Regions from separate parts of the Zea mays genome. Here region 1 is linked to region 2. The links are chromatin contacts, called in public Hi-C maps. All regions are on one chromosome and are shown on one strand. The core of a region is the stretch at or near the end of the contact, and the rest is flanking DNA. Distances in the headings are between cores, read along the strand shown.

The links. A called contact is a pair of places that touch in the nucleus more often than the background predicts.
Region 1: a Hi-C map of ear shows a contact between it and region 2, with 2.4 times the contacts expected there. The contact joins the promoter of LOC103635676 here to the promoter of LOC100281565 in region 2. A contact is called at or near these places in 2 of 25 Hi-C or Micro-C datasets (ear and tassel).

The regions. Positions count from the first base shown.
Region 1 is chr8:109,141,858-109,147,648 of Zm-B73-REFERENCE-NAM-5.0, reverse strand. LOC103635676 (autophagy-related protein 18h) reads left to right here and starts at 4,100. Exons shown (of 10, transcript XR_557556.4): 1 at 4,100-4,773; 2 at 5,732-5,791. LOC103637166 (ATP synthase subunit gamma, chloroplastic) reads left to right here and starts at 2,227. Exons shown (of 1, transcript XM_008659417.1): 1 at 2,227-2,562. The coding sequence starts at 2,227. The coding sequence ends at 2,562.
Region 2 is chr8:108,472,334-108,478,322 of Zm-B73-REFERENCE-NAM-5.0, reverse strand. LOC100281565 (LEC14B) reads left to right here and starts at 4,554. Exons shown (of 10, transcript NM_001154484.2): 1 at 4,554-4,739; 2 at 5,239-5,650; 3 at 5,799-5,918. The coding sequence starts at 5,270. LOC109942011 (a long non-coding RNA gene) reads right to left here and starts at 1,685. Exons shown (of 4, transcript XR_004852009.1): 1 at 1,224-1,685; 2 at 315-433.

The DNA of each region.
Region 1 (5,791 bases), core at 2,851-5,350, 670 kb before region 2:
TCATCACCCTCGTGCGCCGTCTTGAGTAGGTCCCAAATCTCCTTGGCGTTCTTCAATCCTTGTACTTTGTTGTATTCCTCCTTGCTTAGGGAGGCAAGGAGGATGGTTGCGGCTTGGGAGTTGAAGTGCTCGATTTGGGCCACTTCGTCCGTGTCATAGTCCTCATCCCCTATTGATGGTACCTGTACACCATACTCAACAACATCCCATATTCTTTTGTGGAGAGAGGTTAGATGAAATCGCATCAAATTACTCCACATAGCATAATCTTCACCATTAAAAGTTGGTGGTTTGCCTAATGGGACGGAAAGTAAAGGTGTATGTTTAGGAATGCGAGGGTAGCGTAGGGGGATCTTACTATACTTCTTGCGCTCTTGGCGCTTAGAAGTGACGGAGGGCGCATCGGAGTCGGAGGTCGATGTTGATGAAGTGTCGGTCTCGTAGTAGACCACCTTCCTCATCCTCTTGTGCTTGTCGCCTTTCCGATGCGGCTTGTGGGAAGAAGATTTTTCCTTCTTCTCTTTGTGGTGAGAAGAAGATTTCTTCTCCTTCCCTTTGTTGGAGGAGCTCTTCTTCTTCTCCCTCCTTTTGGTGCGGGACTCTTCCGATGAAGTGCTCCCGTAGCTTGTAGTGGGCTTTTCGCCGGTCTCCATCTCCTTCTTGGCGTGATCTCCCGACATCACTTCGAGCGGTTAGGCTCTAATGAAGCACCGGGCTCCGATACCAATTGATAGTCGCCTAGAGGGGGGGTGAATAGGGCGAAACTGAAATTTATAAATATAAACACAACTACAAGCCGGGTTCGCGTTAGAAATATAAACGAGTCCGCGAGAGAGGGCGCAAAACAAATCCCAAGCGAATAAGCAAGTGAGACACGGAGATTTGTTTTACCGAGGTTCGGTTCTTGCAAACCTACTCCCCGTTGAGGAGGCCACAAAGGCCGGGTCTCTTTCAACCCTTCCCTCTCTCAAACGGTCCCTCGGACCGAGTGAGCTTCTCTTCTCAAATTGAAGCCGGGAACAAAACTTCCCCGCAAGGGCCACCACACAATTGGTGCCTCTTGCCTTGATTACAATGGAGTTTTGATCACAAGAACAAGTGAGAAAGAAAAGAAGCAATCCAAGCGCAAGAGCTCAAATGAACACGGCAAATCACTCTCTCTAGTCACTAGGGTTTTGTGTGGAATTGGAGAGGATTTGATCTCTTTGAATGTGTCTAGAATTGAATGCCTAGAGCTCTTGTAGTAGTTGAGAAGTGGAAAACTTGGATGGCAATGAATGTGGGGTGGTTGGGGTATTTATAGCCCCAACCACCAAAAGTGACCGTTGGCTGGAGGCGTCTGCTCGATGGCGCACCGGACAGTCCGGTGCACACCGGACAGTCCGGTGCCCCTGCCACGTCATCACTGTCGTTGGATTCTAGCCGTTGGAGCTTCTGACTTGTGGGCCCGCCTGGGTGTCCGGTGCACACCGGACATGTACTGTTTGATGTCCGGTGCACCGGTATGGGCGATTCTGACTTCTGCGCGCGCTGCGCGCGCATTTAATGCACCGCAGGGAGCCGTTGGCGCCGCAGGGAGCCGTTGCTCCGCTGGTACACCGGACAGTCCGGTGCACACCGGACAGTCCGGTGAATTATAGCGGAGCGGCTGTCGCGCGAACCCGAGGCTGGCGAGTTTAGGAGGCCGAGCTTCCTTGGAGCACCGGACATGTCCGGTGCACACCGGACAGTCCGGTGAATTATAGCGCGCCGGCTTCCGAGAATTCCCGAGGGCGAAGAGTTTGAGTCTGAGTCCCCTGGTGCACCGGACAGGTACTGTGCACTGTCCGGTGGCACACCGGACAGTCCGGTGCGCCAGACCAGGGGTGCCCTCGGTTGCCCCTTTGCTCCTTTATTGAATCCAAAACTTGGTCTTTTTAGTGGCTGAGTGTGAACCTTTTACACCTGTATAACTTATACACTAGAGCAAACTAGTCAGTCCAATATTTGTGTTGGGCAATTCAACCACCAAAATTATTTAGGAACTAGGTGTAAGCCTAATTCCCTTTCACATTGCCATCACACCAGGAAGGAAAGTGGAGTGGAGTGGACTGACCTCTCCTTGCGCTCCTGAAGCGACTTCATCTGCGACTTGTAGTGGTTCTCGATGTACTGCTTCGCCGCCACCACCTTCTGCTTGGTGGCGCTAGACAGCGCCTCCTCCCCCGCCGCGGCGGCCATCCTCGCGGAGCCACCGGCGCCGCCGTCTACGTGGACGCCACCGAGGACGAGCTCTTCCGCCTCACCACCAAGGAGGGGAAGTTCACCGTGGAGCGCGAGAAGGTGAAGATCGAGATGCAGCACTTCTCCCCCGTGGTGCAGTTCGAGCAGGACCCCGTGCAGATCCTAGACACGCTGCTCCCGCTCTACCTCAATAGCCAGCTCCTCCGTGCCCTGCAGGAGTCGCTCGCTAGCGAGCTCACCGCCCGGATGAGCGCCATGAGCAGCGCCACCGACAATGCCATCAAGCTCCACAAGAACCTCTCCCGCAGATCGATCCTGCTGCTGGGTCGATCTCGTTGACACGGCTATCGTCGCTTTGTTTCTTGGAGAAGGACGTGGAGGGTTGGGGAAAATGGATCTGGGTGCGGCGACGACTATCGGTGGGAGGGAGGGGGTCACCGCGAGCAGGGCGGGCGCAACGGTCGTGCGTCCTCTGTCGAGGCGAAGGCTGCGGCTGGGGGAAGACGGGGGGCGTCGGGGCGAGTGGAAGCGAACGCTGATTGCGGTGGGGATTCCGCTCTCCATGTTAGATTCTGGTCCAATCTTGTGGAGGCGAAGGCGCTGATTGCGGGGGCGGGGGCGTCGGGGCGAGTGGAGGCGAAGGCTACGGCTGGGGGAAGACGCTGATTGCGGATGGAGGCGCTGATTGCTCGTTCCCAGATCCAGAGCGTGGGGATTGCCGGATGCTGGCCACGTACCAGCCTGCATCGCGCCATGGTGCGGAGGTGGAGGGGGGAGCGGTGCATCGCGCAGAAGATTTTGGCGAGTGGATCGCGCTGGGTCCGACGGCGAGCAGAGAAGAGAGCGGGGCGCAGAGATGGCGGCCAGAGAGCGCGCAGATGGTGGGCGAGAGAGACAGCAAAGAGGAGAGTTCCTTGGAACCACGTGGACCTTCCAAATTCTCCTTCCATGATGGCGGGCGAGAGAGCGGAGAGCGGGGGCGCCGGCAGAACCGTGCGCCAAAAAAAAATGTGGACGCCTACACTAATAACTTAAGTAGTAGTAGAGATTTGAAGTTGTTTTGATATATTAGACTTTTATCATTCAAAATTTTGTTATTTAATTAGAAAAAAATTGAATATATATATATATATATATATATATATATATATATATATATATATATATATATATATATATATATATATATATATATATATATATATATATATATATATATATATATATATAGCCTTAAAGGCCCAAATTTTTTTGTTTCGCTCCGGGTCCATGAAACCTGAGGACCGACCCTGTGCTCCGGCCGGGCTTCTTTCTAAGCTTGCGTGCTCTCTTCTTATATATCTAGTGATATACTACCTATATCGTCTCTCTAGATGCCCTGGTCTTTGTCGTGTCATTCTCCGAGTATGTCCGTCTCTTCTCTTCCCCTCCTGCTCTACGAAACCTTGGAAGTGGGGGAGGCAAGGGATGGAGGTCTCTGATTTGCTGACTACGGTACTCGTGCGTTAATAAAAAATATTATGTAAAAAGCGGAGACAATTAATAAAAAATCTTGAGAATTTTTTTGTGAATAATTTACGTGGGTATTGTTGTAAGCCGTCGCAACGCACAGTTAACCGACTAGTAGGCATTAGATATCGAGATTTATTGGAGTTGCTCTAACAACGATCAAACATGCAAATCAGCAAATCAAAGCATAAACCCCTTTCCCAAAGCTCGTTTTCGCAAGGAACGAGCGGATAAACAGACCGTTCCCCACGCACGCACGCTCGCTCGCTCGCCGCTCGCCAACGTCGAGGATGCCCGCTTGGCAAGGGATCTATGCCCCATATTCCCCTTGCGTGCAAGCTCCCATCCCCGTGCCCTCGCCACGAGCACCCGAGGAAAGGCTTGCCCACTCGCGGATAGGCAGTGGACCCAGGGTGGCAGAGAGCTTGTTCCGGGGACGCGAAGCCAGCTGGGGAGAGGAAAACCGGGTGGGATTAAAAGGGGAGGGAGGGAGATAGACACACGAAAGCAACAGCAAGTAGAGAGAGAAGGGAAAAGGGTGAAGCCAGGGAGTTGTTGGTTCTGGTTCTGGTCGGCGTCGGAGGGGAAGGGGACAACGAGCGGCGAGGTGGGCAAGCGAAGGAAGGAGGGATATGGTGGCAATCTGAGTCTGCGGATCGCGGCGGCGGAGGGGATCGGCGGGAGCTGGGAGGCGGCACTCGGATGGTATTGGGTTTCGCCGGCGCCGGAGGCGGCGATCGTGGATGGGCAGCGGCGGGGTCGCGGGGCGTGGGTTGTAGGAGCGGTGGCGGTGGGGAAGCCAGAGTCGGAGCGGGTGCTTGCGCTGGTCTCCGCGCTGGGGAGGAGGGGAGGGAGCGGCGGGTAGGGATGAAGCGGGGGAAGGGGGCAAGGAATGGGTTGCTGCCGAGCTCGCTGCGGATCATATCGTCCTGCCTCAAGACGGTGACCTCCAACGCTGGCTCCGTCGCGTCTACCGTGCGCTCGGCGGGCGCCTCCGTCGCCGCCTCCATCTCCTCCCCTTCCGAGGACGAGAAGGACCAGGTTCACTGCCCCGCCCCTGCCCTCCTCGTCTTCAAACATTTTTTTGTTTTCATTTTTACGCTGCTAGTGCAGATGACTGTGGGCGATGGGGTTTGCTAACTTCAGTTCTATGCTTGCAATTGTGTACTCAATTGTCAATTGTGCATTCTGCAGTGGTAGGTTTGGGTAGTGCCTGGACGCACTTCCTTTGTTCCAGTAGATTCATCGTACTAGTAGCAATTACTCGCTCTTCAAGTGAGTTGACCATTAACAATGTTACTGCTGGATAGGAAAAGCTAGAAAATACTATAATATTGGATTGTTACCCTTGCAATCGTGTCTCAGAAACGCCATTTTGCAGTAGGAGCTGTGAGTAATCCAACGAGGTAGAGCTGATGTTCTTGTACTTTCGAAATTCCAGTGCAATTAATGGAGCTTTGAGTGAGTTGACCATGAATTTAGTTTAACTAGTCTGAAGTGAAAAGGCTGGAGAGCACAGATTAGATCAGTGTTCACCCAAACACTAAACAATAAGGAGTTGGCCACCTATGTTGTAGCTGTTTATTTGGGCTAAATGACAGTTTAAATGGTCTAAATTGCCATTTAAACAGGATAAGTGTCTGATTAAATGGACACGACTAGCCACTGCTGCGTCTAAATAGCATTTAAAGGGATAAATGGCTGTTTGGGTGGAACATCGGAGTCATTTTTGTAGTAGTTCAGTAGAATTTTTCTGTGCTCATACTGCACATGGCTAATGGGTGCCTTGTTATTGTTGGCAACAGTTTTTTTGTTTTGGATTTTTCTTCAGTGTTCTTAAATTTTGCCTGGACAACAAAATGTCGGTTTCTCCAAGTATAGTTAATGCTTAGCTCAATTCAGTTTCACCACTAACAATTTTGATTGGACAAATGTTTGCCGCTGTATGTTTCTGCTAATTTATGCACAGATGCAATCTTGATGATCCATCTATAAACAGGTTTTGTGGGCTGGATTTGATAAACTGGAGCTTCAACCATCATCATTCAAGCATGTCCTG
Region 2 (5,989 bases), core at 3,305-5,804:
TTGCAGAGTTCAAATAGTGGAACAACAAGCAGTTTTAAATTCCTTAGAACAACAAAATACTCTCGGATAGGTGAACAATGACAAGTTTCTTGCACTCCTGTTCAACGAATTGGTCATTCTAGTTATGATCATAACAGCATAGGTAAGAAATTCTCCAGAGCAACAATGTACCATGGGAGTAATATATGGAGGACAGTAAGGATTAAAGATACATCAGTATCATGTGGATAAATATTATCTACATTGTCCTAGATGTCATAGGTGTTGATAAATATTATATGCACTCTCAGGATGAGGAACAATTTCATTATAACCTTCATTTTTCATGATAGAAAGCACAATCTCCATGTCACTTATATTCATTTGGCAACCATACGTCTTGTGATAGATGCGTCCCTTGGTTGAAGTTGAAGTTGTTGAACCAGACACTAAACTAGACAAAGCAAAAACATTAGATTGTTATATTCCACACAAGTAGCAATCACCACAAGCTCACACTAAACTAGACAGTTGAATATGATACATGGGAACAACGAATGTTTTCAGCTCGGAACTGCTACTATAAGAAATAGAACCACCAATGATCGGAGAGAGTGGTTTAGCTTGGAATTGGTGCATAGTTACTGCCAACTACCAATTAGTCTATTTTGCAACCTTCATAAACACCAAAGGCAATTCAAAACTGGTGCATAGTTACTGCCAACTACCAATTAGTCTAGTTTGCAACCTTCATAAACACCAAATGCAGTTCAAAACTGCTTGACGCAATACCATCCCGAAGAATCATACTACATATATTATATATTTCGCACTGGTCAGTGGATGGATAATCTAACAAAATGGTATTTAACATATGTATTTATAGCTTTACAAATGGTCTGATAAATAAGTTTCCACTAATTATCATCTTTCATATATCCTCTTAATGTACCATGAAATTTAATCTTGGCAAAGAAAAAGATGGTGTCAGACCTCTAGAACGCATCCATAGTCCTTACTTCTTAAGTCATCAACAACCAAAATAAATTCAAAACCAAAGTTACTGAATGTGATCATGCTACAAGCAATTTCCATGCCCCATAACAAGCCTACAACTAGATAGGCACCAGATCCACACATCACTAGTAAATTCTCCTCAAAATCTAGTGATAATTTTCCCTAGAAATTCACAATACCCACTAATACACAATTAAAGCAATTATTACAAGAGAACCTACACTTACAATACCATGACTGAGCAGAACCATCTAAGTGGCCAGGGCACTGGACAGGAGCGTGGGGCGTAGCTCGGACAATGGCCCTGGGCGGAGGCATGGAGCTCCGTTGGGCGGGGGTGGGTCTGCCGGGAGAAGCTCCTGGCCCGGCCTGGGCGGACCTCAGCACGGCGGTTTGGGGCATAACAGGGCGGTAGGCGTCTGGGCGAAGCTCAGCCTTGGCGTTCCCCGATGTCGCGCCCGCGACTCAGTGGAGGCAGGAGACGGAAGGCGGACGGGGGCGTGGTCGCATAGGACGATCGACGACGGAGTTGGTGCTAGGCGGAGGCTCGGCCGCGGAGGCTCGACGTCGGCCGTCGGTGGCTTGGCTCGCTAGTCTGATGCGGCAGGAGTAGGAAATGTTATTAGGGTTAGGGATTATAATATTTTTTTGTTGATATCTTGTTAGCGGTAGAGGGGCTTCACTCGTGTGGGGATTTTGACACAATTTTAACTATTAACATCTAAATCGACGGTATTAACTTTTTAACACTACTTCTATTGTTCTTGTTAATAATAAATCATTTAACTAGTTCTTTATTTGTTTTGGCGCTACTTTTCACGTAATAAGTACTTTTTCCAAAAAAATGTCATACATATGAATATAAGATAAACAAAATATCTAATTAAAATAAATAAATATTTATTTTTTATTTGTAATATAGCCAAGACGAGTGTATATTATTTGCGCTATTTTTTGAAAATTAAAATATAAATACAACATATTCTGATATGATTTTGTTTTATTACGTATAAGATAAATAAAAACCTATTTTGTATTTGTCATAGAGGAAGGCCATGCATACACTATTTATGTTGTATTTTAGAAAATTAAAAATATAATTATAGTATCTTTTGATATGATCATGCGTAAAAAAATCTAAAACAGACTTAAATCGTGAAAGATATTAATTTCTAAATGAAGAGGCAGATTTCTAATGAAGATGTAGAGTTCGTGTTCAGCTTGAAAAGAGGAGTCGATGACTAACCTAAGACTAAGACTCCCACAACATTAACTATTTATGTAGGATATCTGAACATGGATGATTCTTTTTTAAAAAAATCATCATATGTTAATGACATATGTGCTTTGTTATGGCAATTTATTTTGTTGAGAAGGTTATGGCAATTTACTCGTACGACGATTTTATATTGTCATAGAAAATTATCATAAAAATGTTGCTAGAGTATATTATGACAGTTTTAATGACAGAGGTTAAATTTTTGTCACTATACTACGCCATCTTCTGAAAATCGTCATAAACAAGGTGATATAATGACGAATTACTCTAGTGTCATCGACTATTCGTCATAGAAGGTCATAAATGTTGTAGTGATAATAGCCGATTGTTTCAAGTACTACAAATGATGCCAAGTGTGTTAGAAATTCGGTGACTTGCAGTTAGTTTCTGCGGCTGAATTACATCATATTATCAAACCTTGGCCTTTCAGAGGATGAGGATTGGATTTTATTGAAGAAATCCATCCTTCATCATCAAAAGGCATCAATTCGTGTTAGTCACCACATATTACTTTACCAAATGGACTGAAGTCGTTGCTCTGAAGAACATGACACATAGAGAGGTAATTGGGTTGATAACTGGCATATCATTCATAGACTTGGCATTACTCAGACTTTGACCATAGACCAGGGGACTTCTTTTATATCAAATGAGGTACATAAGTTTGCTGAATCATATAAGATCAAGTTGCTCAATTCGTCTCCATATTATGCTCAGGACAATGAGAAGGCCGAGTCTAGTAATAGGACATTGATTAGCCTTATAAAAAGAAAATATCTGATCATCCTAAGCATTGGCATAAGGTTTTGTCTGAAGCTTTATGGGCTCATAGAATATCTAAACACCATGCTACTAAAGTTTCTCCTTTGAGCTTGTTTTTGGCAGGAAGCGGTTTTGCATGTGGAGGTAAGCCTAAATGTTGTCAGGTTCGCCAGTCAGAATGATGTAACTGTCGGTGATTATTATAATTCAATGATAGACTATATTGATGAAGTGACCAACAAGAGATTGATAGCTCTAGGAGAAATAGAAAAGACAAGATCATGGTCGGCAAAGCTTACAACAATAAGGTCAAGGCTAAGTCATTCCAGGTTGGAAACCTGGTATGAAAGACCATCTTGCCATTGAGGAACAGAGACCGGAAGTTTGGAAAATAGTCGCCAAGCTAGAAAGGTCTTTAAAAGATCACACATGTAATATCATTACCTGGAAACACTTATATATTACAAAATTACAAGGTGAGGACTTGTCCAATGCGCTGAACGAACGTTTTTGGAAGCAATATCATTGTAGTACGTGGCAAGATGCTTAAAAGAACCGATGTGGTCACGTCGAGTTGATTACATCATGTGCTAGTGCTTTTGGTTCACCCAGCTCCTCCAAAAGAAAGAGGGACATGTGTTGAGCACCATTTGTGGTACTGGGCATAGTCAGATGGTCCGACCTTGAGGATCGGATGGTCCAGCACGAGGACAGTCCGCCCGTAGGCGTGGACGGTCCACGAATAGATCAGATTAGGCACAACTAATCTGTTTTCCACGCGATTTGCCCCTCTAAATCCGGTGTTGCTGTTGGGAGACGTCTAGAAACGGATCTAGATCTCCCTCCTATATATATTAAGGGGTACGACCGATACAATCACCAACAATTAATCAAACAATCAATTTATCTTCCGTTCTTTACCTTTTGCCCTAGGTGTGGACAATAACATAGTTTCCCCTCTAATCTTCATCTCTCTCCGGCTCTATGTCGTTTAGAGGCGTCTTGGATGGTCTGCCGATCCCAAAATAAATCCTATAACCTCTCCTCCTCGATGGGTCCCTTCCGGAAGCGAGATCTAGGTGTTGTTGGCGAACTCCATCGCCTCTACACGCGTGGACCGTTCGCCCATCAGGCGTGGACCGTACGACTTGTCTGCAGAAACTCTAACTCCTGCGCCAGGTCGCGGACCGTCCACGCTGCCGTAGAGAGCACCGCCATTAATGCACATTGTAGTGATTGGCGTATAGATTGGCGCCTACAAATACTAATAGCAATTTTCTCCCATTCTTCACTTTGTTTTCTTATGCGTGAGGTGTGATTGTGTCCGCGAGCATCATCACCAATGCATATCGTAGTGATTGACGGTTAGATCGGCGCCAACAAATACTAATGGCAAATCTCTCCCGTTCATCACTTTGTTTTCTTATGCGTGAGGTGTGACTGTGTGTGCAAAGAACCGCTTGCTACCAGCAAGAAAACCCTCTACAAGCCCTTTTTTTTTTGTTATCCGGTCCGCCCAGGCTCTTCCCATTCTCCGGCGCTTCCCTCTGTCCCTTGGCTCGCTCTGGCGTGGTTCTCCCGTCCCCTGGTGCGTGCGCGCTTCTCGCTCTCTCGTGGCGGCGACTGGGCGACTATCGCCTCCGCCCTACAACAGTTGCTCAGGTCTTCTTTGGGCCCTTCGCCGGGGACAAGCACCCACCGGGTACGCCTATCCCTTTTCTTCCCCTAACATCTATTTGTCGAATCTGATGTAGTTACAAGTGTAGTGTACATGTAGTATTATCCCTGCTAACTCTTTTTTTTGGGCAAAAATTATCGTGTGTACATGTGTATACCCATGCCCTTTACTGGGTTCCCCCTGATAGCTAGTAATTATCAGTAGTAAAATCTTTGTTCCTGCATGTTCGCGGATGCAGTTTCACTGTTTTAAAATATTTTATGATGCAATACCACAATTTATAGGGTGTATTTAGAGTAGAAACCAGAGGTTTGAATCGGGCTTGTGAATTCTAGTTAAAAAAGCACATTCAACGAACAAACTGGCCAACATAAGCTGCTCCTGACCTTAAAAAACAGGCTGCTCTCACGTGATATGTGTCTTTTATGCAATTGCAAAGATGTAACAAATTTCGTTGTTCCTTGGAAACATTCCGATTTCTATAAACAAGCCTTTGAGTCTGAATATTGATAAGTGTTTGCAGAGAAAATCAATAAATACATCGGCCTGAAAGAATGGGTTATGGCATGAGTAGGCTAGACGATGAATACTATGAGGCTGAAGGGCAGAATACTGGTGGATCTGGCTCAGTTCAAGTGAACGATGAGTTTGCAACACTACATAATGATATTTTTCATATGACCCGAATGAGATCAGGACTTACTGAAAGCTACAAGTCCATGGGTACCAACAGAGGCATAATATCAACTGCCAAGTTATTATCTCGAAGGGAAATTGATTGTTCTGGAAAGGGGATGTTCTCTTCTGGTGACCGTGCATTTGTTCTAGGTCGTCATGTTCCGATGAACAATCCTGAATTATTGGATAGGATGGATTCTCGTGCTTACGTTTCACAGTTTTCTGCTGATGGTACTCTTTTTGTTGCTGGTTTTCAGGTATGCTATGCTCAACCAACAATAGTCGAGGTTTTAAACAAGTTCAAGTCAGAATTTCCTGGTGTTTACTTTTTCTGTCATCATGTTATGCATTTTTAAAGTTAAAATTTATAGACGTAGTATAAATAACATTTCTTTTCATTTTCAGGGAAGTCACATAAGAATATACGATGTTGATAGAGGCTGGAGCATACACAAAGACATTCATGCTAGGTGTTTAAGATGGACAATCAGTGATGTATCCTTATCACCTGATCAGCGGTATCTTGTAAGTTTCTCCTGGATTTAATAAGTTTAGCTTATCACCCTTATTCTACATGCTTTGTTCAGTTTTGGTTT